Linked DNA regions of Mus musculus: region 1 is linked to region 2. The links are chromatin contacts, called in public promoter capture Hi-C maps. All regions are on one chromosome and are shown on one strand. Each heading gives the region's core, a stretch centred on a gene start, on an enhancer-like site or on the middle of the called end of the contact. The rest is flanking DNA. Distances are from core to core; before and after follow the strand shown.

Region 1 (6,736 bases), core at 3,823-6,322, 1.7 Mb before region 2:
TCCTCTGCTTCTTCCTTCCTTTCTAAAGACAGGGAGCAGGGATGCTACCCCACCCTCTGCTGGGAGGGTGCAAGGATCCTCAAGTCAAAGCAAGAGCCTGCACTTTAGAATTACCACAGCTACCAGACAGAGCCTGTCACTGTGGTGGATGCCTGAGTGCACAGCAGACAGGATCCTGGAGAACAGGCTGTGGATGTGAGAAGAATGAGCCTGTGGACCTGGGCTGGGCTGAGCTCCGCCTGAAGAACTGCTGCCTAATCCTGGAAAGGTGGAAAGTTTCTGAGGCCTTCCCTGGCTCACTATCTGGGTACAGCTGACAGACAAAAGCTCTAAGTGGGGCTTCCAATGCAGACAGAACCCACCAGAGAACACGGGGCAGCACCCTTGAGCCTCTACGATCTTTCTCTCTCTTCACCAACTAAGCTGGAGGGATTGAGCAACAGCCAGCTCCAAGGGCTGCCAGTGGAAACCATGACTTTTAAGAAGGGTGTGTGTGTGTGTGTGTGTGTGTGTGTGTGTGTGAGAGAGAGAGAGAGACAGACAGACAGACAGACATAGACACAGAGAGAGACGGTGACAGAGAAGTATGTGTGTGAGAGAGAAAGAGAGAGAGAGAGACACACACACACACAGAGAAAAGAGGTATGTGTGTGTGCATACTCATGGACACCAGACAGTCGAGTCCCCGAGGTGCAGAGTTGTAGGCGGCTGTGAGCTGCCTGTCACGGGTGCTGAGAACGGAACTGTGGTCTTTTTGCAGAGGAGCACATGCTCTTTAATCCCTGTGTCACCTCTCTAGCCCCAACAATCAAGATTCTAAAAGCTAGAGATACAGCCCAATGGTAGAGCCCCTCACTGAGCCACCAGAGTGGTCCTCGGGGGCAGAGCAGCTGTGGACATGTTGGCCCAGATTAGATTCTAGCAGCAGTACAGCCAAGTAAAACAAGCCCCGAGACGAATGAGTGATGTCGATGGAGATGTTTGGTAAACTGACCTTCCCTCCTCTGGCCTCCGTCCATGATGCTGGGGATCATGTGTCCCCACAGTAGACAACATCTGACTTGATCCCTGGCACCAGGAAAGGAAGGGAGAGGAGGGGAGGGGGAGGGGAGGAGAAGGGAGGCTGTGCTCCTAAATACCATGCCCATCCCTCTGCAGCGCCACGCCCTACTGCAAGCTAAAGCAACACTTGGTGACAACCATCTTCAGGTTATTTGCCTAAACAGCTCCTGACTCATTCCCAAAATTCAACCCAAGGCAGCCACCCTGTCACCAGGAGCCAGTGAGAAAAGTGCCTGGCAGCCCTGTAGCTTGGCAGAGTCTCCCCAGGGCACTCAGGGTGCCTCCCATCACACCTCTCCTGAAAGATCCCCACGTGTCCAGAGGCCTCGTCCACCTACTTCTGCTTGTTGTTTGTTTTTGAGACAAGGTCTTGCTATGTAGAACTGGCCTGGACATCCCGGCAATCCTCCTGTTGCAGTCTTTTGGGATTTACAGGTATAAGCCAACACATCTAGTTCCTGGCTTGGAGCCTTGGGTAGCTGTTACGGTGCCCCACTGTCCTGACCTTCCACTCTCAGTGCCTATCCTACCGCGCTGAGGTCAGGAAGCCTATCAGGCAGGGAGCCCTGTCCATCATGGAAGCCTCTATGAAAGCAGGCTCTCAACCCAGCTCCCACCTAGAGGGAAATCTTGCTGTTCTGGGTTTTCTCTTTATTTAATTTTTATTTGTTTGTTTTTTTAAAAATAGGGTCTCTCTTATAGTTGGGGCTGGTTTTAGACTCACAGCAATCCTCCTGCCTCAGCCTCTTTGCTGCTGGGATTCTCGGCTGAGGAGTCCCACTTCAATATGGCTCACAGGGCAAACAACAACCACCACCATCACCATCAAAACCAAACCCCGCTTGCTCCTTGAATCCCACAGGATGAAAGGAGAACCAGCTCCTCTAGGCTTCCTCCCACCTCTAAACGCGCACTATGGCACAAGGGGACGGACGGACACACACACACACACACACACACACACAGTTGACTGGGTTGGCTGGGTTGGGGATAGGCCCTGGTTGCTGAGGGGTGTGGCTTCTTGGAATCGAACAAGGACTCTATTCTAGCACCAGTCAGTGGCTCAAGGGGGGAGACCTAAATGACTAGCTATTCGGCGGTAAATTATACCAAAGCTCTTGCCTGAAGGCTCATAAGCTGAACACAGAGGCCCGCCCTGTCTGCAGGCAGCAGCCCGGGCTGACTGGGGATGATTTTGTCAGGAGGTGAGAACGCTGATGGTCTAGCGTCAGATCTCAGCTCAGTCAGTACACAGCTGGCTTGACCATTACAGCCTGGGCTGGGGCTAGGGAGGTGGCTCAGAGGGAAGAGCGCTTGCTTGCACGGCAAGCACAAGAACCAAGTTCAAATCTCTAGACCCCACATAAAAGCCAAACATCGCAGCATGTCTGTCATTCCTGTGCTGGGGGTGGGTGTGTGGGGGGGGGAAGACCGAAGCCCGATGACCCGAGGCACTAAGAAGTGACGACCAAACAGTGGAAGTAGGGGACTGACCCCTGAGGTTGTCCTCTGATTTCCATATATGTGATGTGGTGCACATGAGCCTGCAATCACATGAAGACATGAGAACACACAGATTAAAAACACACACACACACACACACACACACACACACACACACACCAAAACACAAACAGCCCCAGTTCTCTGCAGCCTGGGCAGACCTTGAACTTTATTCAGTTTTCTTGCTTCAGCCTCCCTAGTCAGCCTCAGACCAAAGCCTGGCTTCTAAGTCATTTTCATTACATCTTAGAAGGAGGAATCTGGAGACCTGCCCCACCACCAAGGGAGCGAGGTGTCTGGCCGTTGGAGAGTAAGAATGGAATACCGAGTTGTGCACTAATGGGCTTCTAGCAATGCTGTTTAACACAAATAAACACAACAGGCCTCTCCTCTCATGCTGCTCCCCACACCCTCTCCTCCATCCCTGCAGAGCCAGGACTTCACGGAGTGGACAGTGAGCTGGGGAAGCTGGGGTCTGCAGGGGACAGTACACAGCAAGCATCGCTGAGGGATGGAAACAGACAGGGAGGCCACTCTGTGACCTCCCACGGTGGGGACTGGCTCAGACTTGGAGGGGAGCCACCCAAGCGAGCAGTGGCTTGAGCACCCCACTGCACAGTGTGAACACCCCACTCCACAGTGTGAACACCCCAGAGGACAGACTTTGCGGCAGGAATGAGTGGCACACTCCTGCCAGTATCCCTTATTCAGGAGGCTGAGGCAGGAGGATCAGGGCTACAAAGTGAGTTCAAGGCTAACCTGGACTACAGAGAGAATTCCAGGGCAGGCTGGCCTACAGAGTAAAACTCTGTCTCAGAAAACAAAACAAAACGTAAGCTTCCCTTTTTATTTTCTTGCTTTTTAAAAATCTTCTGTGTGTGGGTGTTGTGGCTGAGCACACGTCTAGGTGCACTGGTGTGCCTGGTGCCTCTGGACGCTAGAAGAGAGCACCATATCCTCTGGGACCAGGGTGACAGCTGGCTGAGAGCTGCTGTACAACTGCTGGGAATTGAACCCAGGTCCTCAGGACGAGCAGCCTGGGGTGCTAACCACTGAACCATCTCTCCTGCCTCTAACTTTTGTTTTATTGAGACAAAGTTTCTCTGTGTAGCCATGGCTATCCCAGAACTCGCTGATCTGCTCCTCTGCCTCTCGAGTTCTGGGGGTTAAAGGTGTGCACCACCAAGCCTGGCCTTACTTTTTTTTTTAATAATGAAAAGTGTGGCAATTGACACATGAAATTTTCTGTAACCACCTGAGAAGGTCTCACAGCAGGAACCTGTCCAGGTTAATAAGGAATCAGTGATTGACAGATGAGGCCTCAGAAACTAAACCAAAATCCACCTTGCTGGGGATTTTTCAGAACCCCAGATTTTCCTTCAAATACAAATTGGACCCGGAGGGGTGGTGTGCAACTGTAATTCCAGCTCTTGGGAGGTAGACACAGAAAAGCCAAAAGTTCAAGGTCACCCTCAACTGCATGAGACCCAGTCTCAAAAAAAAAAAAAAACAAAAAACAAAAACTCAACAAAACAAAAGCCAACAAAGGGGATGCCAAGATGGCTCAGTAGATAAAGGGGCTTGCTGCCAAGCTTGACAATCTGAGTTTGATTCCTGGAACCCATGGTGGAGAAGGAGAGAACCCATTCTCAAAGCATATTCTCTGACCTCTTCATGCCCTGTGACACAGGCACATGCGCACACACTAAATAAATAAATAAATATCATTTAAAAACAATACAATATACACTGCTTTAAGAACTCCATATGTTTAGAGAAGCCCTTGTGGGAGGGAGGTGGCTGGGAAAATCTAGAATGATGTCACCGTGCCATTTTAGAGTATGCCTGACACGTCCCAGCAGGTGGGACAATGAATGTCTTATGAAGGACTTGTAAGTGTGAAAGCCCTCAGACCAGGAGAGGAAGTGCTCGGCCCCACCAAGGAAAATGACAATATGAGAACTATTTGCCATAGGCCATGACATAGAGGGCAGAAGACAATGAGAGCTGGGATCTGACGTCAGGCAAACCTTGCTTGAAAAAGAGCTGGAACCCTGGGTTCATTCGCCAGGGCATTCGCAGTACATGGTATGTGTGGTGCATGCTGGGAATCCCAGAACTGAGGGGAGGGGAGGGCAGGAGGATCACAAGTTCAAGGTCATCCTTGGCTATGTGAATTCATTCAGGCCACTCGTGTGCGTGAACACACACACACACTCACTCACACACACACTCACACACATACACACTCTGTCTCTCTCTCTGTCTGTCTCTGTCTCTCTCTCTCTCTGTCTGTCTCTGTCTCTCTCTCTCTCTGTCTCTCTCTCTCTCTGTCTCTCTCTCTCTCTGTCTCTCTCTCTCTGTCTCTCTCTCTCTCTGTCTCTCTCTCTCTCTCTCTCTCACCTGAATGAAAACTTTAGGAAAGCTGAGGCCCCCTTCCTGGGTCTTGGGCCACTGAGCTCCTAAAGACTAGTAAATGTCATTTCAATTACTCTCATGACAAGACAATCACAGGGAGGGGCGTGTCACGGCCTTCGGTGTGGGCTTCCCAGCGGTCTCTGCTGCTACAGCCTGCCCTCTAACAGCCTTTCCTTTAAGGAACAAATGACTGGAAGGAAGAAAGAGGCCGCGTGCTTGGATACAAGCGCTCTCGGTCTGCGTGGTGCCACATGCCTTTAGAGCCAGTGAGCACTGGCCTGGCCCAGTTCTGTGGGGGGACAGCTTCAGGAGGGAAGAATCCCAAGGGCTTCATTAGGAGGGGAACAAGCTCTGTAGGGGGCTGGACATGTGACTACACAGGAAGCTCCCTCCACTTCCTATGTTCTATGGTCCACTCTTGCTGCAGTGCCCTTCCCATGAGGCCTGTTCCCAGGAGGTGAGAGGCGCAGAGACTTCGTCTTGTGTATGTGCCAAGGAAAACCACTGCTCGATCAGGAAATGGCTTTTTTATTATGACAGAGCCTCATGAAACCTAGGCTGGCCTTGAATTCTAAGTATCAAGGATGACCTTGGACACCTGGTCTACCTTCTTAGTGCTGAGATTAGGTGTGCACCTCCGCAGAGGGTTATAGGACACATGGTTGGAACCGAGGGCTTCAGGCATGTTGGCAAGCATGCTACCAACTACGCCAAATCCTCAGCCCATGGGTAGCAGTGCTTAAGTACCAAGTCCCAAAGCAAAGAATTCTCAGGGATTTCATTTAAAGTATCTTCTTTCAGCTGAGGCTGGTGAGGCGGCTCAGTGGGTAGTGTTTGCTGTGCAAGCATGAGGTCCTGAGTTCAGATCCTCCAGAGCACACACAGAAAAGCCAGGCACGGCAGCCCGCACCTAGGATCCCAGGTCCCAGTAAAAGACCCTGACTCCAAACACTTAATGTACAGAGCACAGAGGATACCTGATGTAGACCTGTAGTCTCTGCACATGTCCACACACATGTGCATGTGCACACTTCATGCTTGTGCAGACAACACACATCACACAGAAAACAATCCATTTTGCTAGAAAACTGAAAGATGAGCCAAGGCTGCTGTGGCCGTGGCTACCATGGTGTCCTGGTGCTGAGTCAGGACGTGGAAGGGTTCAGGAAGACTAAATCCAGAGGGACCTATGCATTAAGAGTGATGACAATGCAGTCTCAGATCGGGAGGAGCAAGAGCCCTCTTGGGTCCAGGCTCTGGGACAGGGTCACTGCTATCGGCCAGCAGCTGGCTCTTCTACAGTGAGACAGTAAAAGAAGTATATGCCAGCCCTCCCTGGAAACCACACCGGGCTGACCAGAGGCAGGCAAAAAAAAAAAGCATTAGCGAGTGAAGGGCTTGCTGAACAAACCTGGAGACCTGAGTTCAGTTCCTAAAACCATCACATAAAGTGGAAGGAAAGAACTGGCTTCTGACCTCCACATGTGTGCTGTAGCACGCACACCCAAGAAAACACACACACACACACACACACACACACAGAGAGAGAGAGTCAGAGACAAAGAGAAATGGAGTGGGGGAGGGGTCAGCCCAATATTTCAAAAGTGCACACACTGGCAGGTCACTGTGGTGAAGTTCAGCTCTGGTGTGAGGTATCTTGTGCTGCATTCCTGGGGTTTGTGATCACACCAAGTAACACCAACTGTTACTCAGGCAACTGGCTAGCCCTGGCATGTGCATTTTTGAGTGGGTG
Region 2 (7,031 bases), core at 1,329-3,828:
TTTAAGCCAAGAGGTATCCTTATCTATCCCCCAGTTTCACACACACACCCCTATCTACCATCTTGAGAAGAGCCCTCCCCTCTGTCTGATGAGGGCAGCCATATTTCCGGAAGCATTTTATAGAAGGCCCAGCCAGGATCAGCTGGGACTGGGTACCCTCTGAGTCTCCAGTCCTTACCCCCTCTTGGAGTGACTAAAGCCCCTTCTCAGGGTCAGTTGGGACTGGGTACCAGGGACCCCAGCTCTCTGGGTCTCCAGTCTCCACCCCATCCTGGAACAGCTGAGGACCCTTCCCAAGCCTGAGAGAGGAACAGAAGTCCCCAGGCATTAGAAGCATCTTGATTCAATGGTGGGGGTGCACAGGGCTCCAAAGCAGGCCCAGCCGGCCCTGGCCAGGGTCCAGCCATCTACGATCAGCCTGTGAAGCCGCCCTGTGAGCAGTCCAATTAGTATTCACACCAGGTCCCCCCAGTTCTGAGATCCCTTGTTCCCCCCAGACAGCAGCCAGGGTGACTAAGACTGGGAGGCGGGGTGAGTGTCTCAATGGAAAGTTATGCTCAACAAATAGTGAAGGCTTTACAGGATAGGGACAGGATAGGGAGCTGCCAACTATGAAGACAGGCTCCTAGGGATTCCCAAGGCTAGACCAAATCTTGGGTGCAGGATGGCTTGGGCATTAAGACTAGGCTGTTTAGCCTCTCGTCTCTGTCTTATCTCTGCCCAGGTCTGGCCTCATCCCTCCTCCCCTCCCTCCTCCATTTTATGTGCTTAGGGGTGGGGAGAGAGCCCACCTGTTGTTTCCTAGCTAGAAATCGTCCATCGAAGGCAGGCACAGAGGAGGGGTTGAGACATGATCCTCATGCCACCACATGCCCAGCGACATCAGTCCCTGTCACAGTTCCCCTCGATTTAGAACTGCCTGAAAATGTCCCCAAAGTCCTTGCACTGAGACACCAACAACTTAAAAAGGCAAAGTCATCTCAGGGTGCCCAGAGTAGGCTGCAGAAAGAGGGGTGTCCCACGCACCAGCCCCCTCATTCATTGCACCTTATCTTACCTCCTCCTGGCAGGGAGGGGAGGTGCTGGCTGACAAGGGGCTTCAGAGTCTTAGCTGTGCCCTGTCATGGAGAAAGCCTTTTTAAATCCTTTTGTAGGTGGGAAGCGTCACCCAGGGGAGACACAGAGTATAGTAGGAGTGGGTGCTAGCGGGAGAAGGAACCCCCAGAAGACAGGGTTGTCCTGGACAGGCTTGTAAGGAACCAAGGCGCAGCCTGGCAGCAACAGACCCCTGCAGTGGCATCCAGGTAGCCCCCAGTGTGGGAAGACACCTGAGAGGGGGATCTGAGCAAGACCCCCAAATGGAGGTTTGTTCCTCGTGTCCACCACATGCCCAGTGACATCTGTCTCTGTCACCTTGGCAGTCCATGCACCCTAAGGGGGGGGGCAGGATGAGGCACAGGCATTCCCTTCAGGAGAGCATGGGCCTGGGAGCCAGGGAACAGCCCACCCTGGGGCTTCTGGTGGCTCTAGGCACCTGGAGGGTGGGGTCACCAAAGTATCTTCATCCCCCACATAGATAAAAGAGCTGGGGTGGGGGGCTACAAGGATAGAGAACAAGTAGCACATGGAGAGCATGGTACTGTCCTCAGATCCTGGGGACAAGACCCTGGGGACCCAAACTTCTCTTTATATGCTCTCACACTGCAGAAGTTGCATGCCTCCCAGACACTCCTCTACCCTACCCACAGGCTTGCACTCACTTTGAAACATCTGGTCAACCTCCATATATATATATATTTTTTTCTCCCGACTGCCCAGCACAGCTGGCTCCACCTGACCTCTCTCCGTTCAAGCCCAGTCCTCCTGCACAGCAAGATCCTCAGGTGTCCCTTAGTCTCACGAGAAAGCCCCATCTTGTCCCTGGAGCATCAAAGCTTCCTAGCCACCTGGCTCTGTCTGTCCCAGCCGTTTGTCCTCTCACCCCATGTGCCACCTCTGTGGGTGCCTTTTCTGGCACCCCCATTCTAGGAAGATGGCCTTTTAAAATTTGAGTGCAAGCCAACCTTATTCATCCCTACTGGCTGTCTCTCCTCTTTTCCAGTCTTTCTTCATCACTCCCAGACTCCAGGCTGTACCTAGATAACTGCTCTTCTCCCCTTCACCTGCCTGACTCCCAGTAGCTGCCGCCTCCCAGAAGCCCTCCAGTCATGCACTCCTTCTGACGGATAATTACCTGAGCCGTGGCTGTCTTTGGCTAGGAGGTCCACTTCGAGGGTGGGGACAGCAACTGCAGGGCACCTTGGTCTGGTCCTTCACCTAGTGACACCCAGCCTGTAGTGCACACATCCCCATCAGTCCTCTATTTCCCATCACTGTGCGCACCCAGCAGCCATCACACCCAGAGCGCATGCATACGGCCACAGTTCACCCTGTTGACACACATGCACATGTATGCACACACAAGAGCACACACTCCCAGACCACCTCTGACACACATCACACAAACACTTATGTGCCTACCCAAGCCCTCACTTACCGCACACATGCCACACACCGCCAGGCACGCTCGTGTCACTTCAACGGGTGCCGCCAGGAGCTGGGTAGTGTGAGCGGCTGCTGGCCGCCTCTGCCTGCCAGCCTTTGCCAAGCAGTTTCCATGGCGACACATCTTGGCTCTGACAGGAACTGATGTGTGTGGGGAAGAGGGTCCCACAGAGGGGGCGAGATGGGAGGTCTCTGTGTCCTCCGCCTCTGGCACAAACAGGGGAGTGTCCCACGAGTGGCCTAGGCTTACACCTCATGAAGGGGGTTCTAGGCTGCCTGGCACAGGAGCAGACTTAGGTCATTCAGTCATTCAACAAACCTCCTGGCATAATCACTCCGTGCTGATGATGGCTGGGGCTACAGTGTTGTCTATAATGTAGGTTTACGGAGGATGAGGTCTGGGGCTGACTCAGTTTCCCCAAATCCCCTCAGAAGGCCCTGTCCTAGGGAGGTCAGCTAACAGTCTTCTGAGAATCAAGGCCCTCCATCCATCTTCTTTGAGACTTGAGACCAGGAGGGGATGCTGGGTACCCCTTAGACGACCACTCGCTCAGCACCCTGCTCATCTCCTCTCCCTGACTCCACGCATCCTGCACTGTTCCTTGCCTGGCTCCTATCAGAAGTCTTTTCTCACCCTTCTGCCCAGGCCTCTCTCCTGGCTCATTTTGGACAATAAAAGATGACAGATCTATGGTTCTGTCTGTAAAGTGATTTCCACATAGGCATGAGGACTCAAATCCAGACCTCGTAGCACCTACATAAAAGGCAGATGCAGGAGTACGCCCTTATAATTCCAGAGCCGGGGAAGCAGGGGCGGAGAAATCCCTGGGGCTTACAAGCCAGCCAACCTAGCCTGGGAGCTCCAGGTTCAGTTGAGAGCCTGTCTCAAAAGATAGTGTGGAGAAACAGGAGAGAGGCTGAGGGTCCACTGCTCCTCCAGAAGATCTAAATACACGTGGTGCACGCACACACATGGACACTGATTTATAAACTAAAGAGACGAACGGTTACACAGGGAGGAATATTTGCAGAATGAGGTTGGTCAGTGGGAAGCCCGGGGCAAGGTGGGAGGCAAAGTCACTGAACGTCACTGACTCTGGGGACTCTAGGCTGATGATGCTACATTGTAATGTGGATTGAATGGAGTCTAGCTTGTCCCCCTCCACCCCCCAAAGGCTAGGGTGCTGTAAGCTTGGTCCCCATGTGATCCCAGTACAGAGTCCAACAGAGCTCACTGATGGTCAGTCTAACCAACCCGGTGAAAACAGAGTTGAATGAGAAAGACCTTGTCTCAAAAGCCAAGGTGGGGAAGCTCGATCGGTGGTTAAGGGGACCGGCTGCTCTTCCCAACAACGTATCAGGAGGATCACAACCACCTGGGTCCCCCAGTTCCGTGGGATCCAGCACTGTCTTTTGGCTTCTGTGGGCACTCACCCAAAGGTGCAAGAGGAAGGAGAAGAAAGAGAGAAAGATACCTGATGTCAACCTACAGCCTACACACACACACACACACACACACACACACACACACACATACACAGGGTTGGGGTGAGGGGTGGAGGGACTGGAGCAGATGGTGCAAATCTGGCCTTTTGAGCATGCTCCTGAATGAACCTGGTTCCTCCTCTTTTGAGAGCCAGGTGATCCAAGGCTTTCTCAGAGGTCCGTGTCCTTGCCCAGGGCCAGCTCAGCAAGGTCCAGTCTGAGGCTGGAGCCTGGCTTTGAAGGAGTTAAGGGTTCAGTTCCTGGAAACTTGCCTTTACCCCCTAGTTTCTCCATCTTGAAGCTTCTGTGTGCTTGTCCCTGACACCCGTGAGATCATCTTGTTCGCCTTGTGCAACACTGCTTCATTAGCCTCCTGCTGACATCATCCATTGTATGATGGCTTTCCCTGACCCCACCCTCTCTTGTCCTTCCACTAATAATAGTATATAAGATGCTGTACTTCTTCATAAACAGGCATGGCAGAAGCCTTGACCTCCTGAGACCACCTGCTCTATCTTGATCTCTGATCCCTGGTCCTTTGTCCTCAGGACCCTGTCGATGAAGAGTGACCTGCTTGGTCCAGATCTCTCCTCTACATTCCCGATAAGTGACACAGCTAAGGTACTCTCGGGCAGGCCCTGAGGCTATGCTGTTTCCACTTTCCAACCCCCAGAAATGCTAAGGAAGCCATTTGACTTTATAAACTGTCTAGACTTGGGCTTTCTGCTACAGAACAAGAATGGAGACTTGTGGGTCACGGAAGCGGAAGTGCAGGTTCAGACCTCCAGTTCTGGCCTGGTGTCTCACAGTGAAATTTGCTCACTGGGTCTCAGTCAGGCCTCTCTCTCCAGGATTGGTGTTGAGCCGGTTATTTTAGAAGAGAGAACCTGAATTGAGAAAATACCCCTACCAGGTTGGCCGGTAGGCAAGCCTGTGGTTCATTCTTCTTGATACACCTGGGGGGCCCCAGCTCACTGTGGACAGTGCCACCCCTGGCCTGATGGCCCTGGGTTCTATAAGGAAGTGTTCCAAGCAAGCCATAGAGAGCAGGCCAGTGAGCAGTGCCCTTCTGTGGGCTCTGCAATGGCTCCTACCTCCAGGCTCCGCCCTGCTTGATTCGATACCCTACTTCCTCCAAGAACGGACTTTAATTCGGAAGTATAAGCCAAATAAATCCATTCCTCCTCCACTTGCTATGATCATGGTAGTTTACACAGCAATGTCAACCCTAAGACATCTGGTGAGGGCACCCCACTTCACAGACAAGGGAAGTGAGGCTCTGCCAGGCTGAGGGTGCAGCCTGACTGGCAGGTAGCAAATTGGGCAGTGGGGGTTGGGCTTCTCTCTCACAATCAGCACGCTACACTACAGAGGACTGAATCTGCAGGACTTGAATTACTGGTCAGAAGAATGGGTTGAAGTCATATCTCTCGACCTGTTGTGACACCCTGAACTGCCCAGAGGATTGTTAACAGATAACGATATGACTTCCAGAAGCTCAGATCTGCCTAAGAGGAATGTACTGCATGCACAACGCTTTCTGACTAAGAGTAAAGATGTCTCATTCCTCCTTCCAGTAAGTGCAAAGAGGTCTGATGTGACTGCTAACACTGTCACCAGGACAGGCACTACAGTCCTCTCTGGGCAAGCCTGTGAAGAGGTTCGTATATTGCATAACTGGGGTGGGAAGATATACACGAAATGAGTGACACCATCTCCCAGGCTGTATTTAATAAAAAGGAGGAAGCAAGCCGAGCCCCAGCATCCTTCTCTCGTCACGCTTGCTTACTGAGGATGCCCGTGTGAGCTGCCTCCTCCTGCTGCTGCCATGTCTCCCTCTCTGAGATGAGAGTACCCTTGAACTGTGAGTCAAAAATAAACAGTTCCTTCTTTGGTTTACCCTGTTCCCATCCCTGATCATGGTAGACCTAACCTTCCTTTCAGAGCATCTCTACCCATGAGCTCTACAAAGAAGGTATATCTGTACTGCAAGTGACGCTATAATGCTCTAAACATTGAGTCTGTTTTGTTTTAGTCCCCGAATGGTTGGTCAGTTTGTCTTATCAGAGTCCTTTGAAGGTCCCTTTACTTCATCAGCACACGTGAGAGAAAGCGAGCCCCAGTGTTTCCAATGTAACCAGAACAACCTGACTGCAGTTTCAACAATGTTTAGCCGTAAAGGGCCATCCTGGCTGTCAGGAGATACCACTGCCAAGATACAGCTCTTCCCTCAGTCTCCTCCTAATTCCTTGCCTACTTGGCATCAAGGTGGGGAACTGTGGTAGTTTAAATGAAGACAGTACCCACTGGGTCAAGGGAGTGGCACAATTAGGAGGTGTGCCCTTGCTGGAGGACATGTATTACTAGGGTGTGGGCTTTTTTGAGTGCTCAGGCTAGGCCCTGTCACTCTCTTCCTGCTGTCTGCTGATCCAGATGTAGACATGGACCATGACTGCCTGCACCATGCAAGCCAGCCCCAATTTAATGTTTTCCACTGTAAGAATTGCTATGGTTTCTTCACAGCCATAGAAACTCTAACAAGACAACCATGTTCATCACAGCAATAGACAACAAGTAGGACAGAACTTGGTACCAGGAGTGGGGTATTGTTGACTGACCCGAGCATGATGTTTTGAGGATTGTACAAGTGTTTGGAACTTAGAACTGCAAACGCCATTGACTGCTCAAAGCCTAAGGGGCTATTATGTGGGAGCTGACAGTAGTGTTCAGAGAAATGCAGATAATAGAGGCCTGGCTTGTGAAGTTTTAGGAGGACACTAAGACTATCAGGACCATTCATGTGATATATTTAAAATCAGAATCTTTCTGGTCAGCTGGGGCTGAAGAATCAGTTGTGATTAACAGAGACCAGCACCACTGAGGTAAATCTTCTAGGAAGGAACTCTTCAGGGTCAACACACCCCTCTGTGGTCCAGAGGGGACCAAGGCTGCATCTCAAGCTGCCAGATAAACTTAGTTTAAAAAAAAATCTCATGTGGTAC

What was found. Promoter capture Hi-C pulls out the DNA fragments that hold promoters and counts their contacts.
Region 1: a contact with region 2 is called in a promoter capture Hi-C map of embryonic stem cells, with 4 times the contacts expected there. The contact joins the enhancer-like site here to the promoter of Amz1 in region 2. A contact is called at or near these places in 8 of 39 promoter capture datasets (the 3T3-L1 cell line, 3T3-L1-derived adipocytes, the C10 cell line and 3 more) and 2 of 115 datasets of contacts at active chromatin or transcription factors (embryonic stem cells and epiblast stem cells).

What each region holds. Positions count from the first base shown.
Region 1 is chr5:142,426,592-142,433,327 of GRCm38.p6, reverse strand. All of the region lies in intron 1 of Foxk1 (forkhead box K1), which reads right to left. Among named protein-coding and RNA genes, the nearest start is that of Foxk1, 28 kb to the right of the region's middle. Within about 2 kb of position 5,072, at least 10 of the 459 cell types and tissues checked have an H3K27ac peak or open chromatin away from gene starts, as enhancers often do. A contact at or near this core is called in embryonic stem cells, where this site is marked.
Region 2 is chr5:140,719,674-140,726,704 of GRCm38.p6, reverse strand. Amz1 (archaelysin family metallopeptidase 1) reads right to left here and starts at 2,578. Exons shown (of 8, transcript NM_173405.2): 1 at 2,537-2,578; 2 at 2,234-2,331.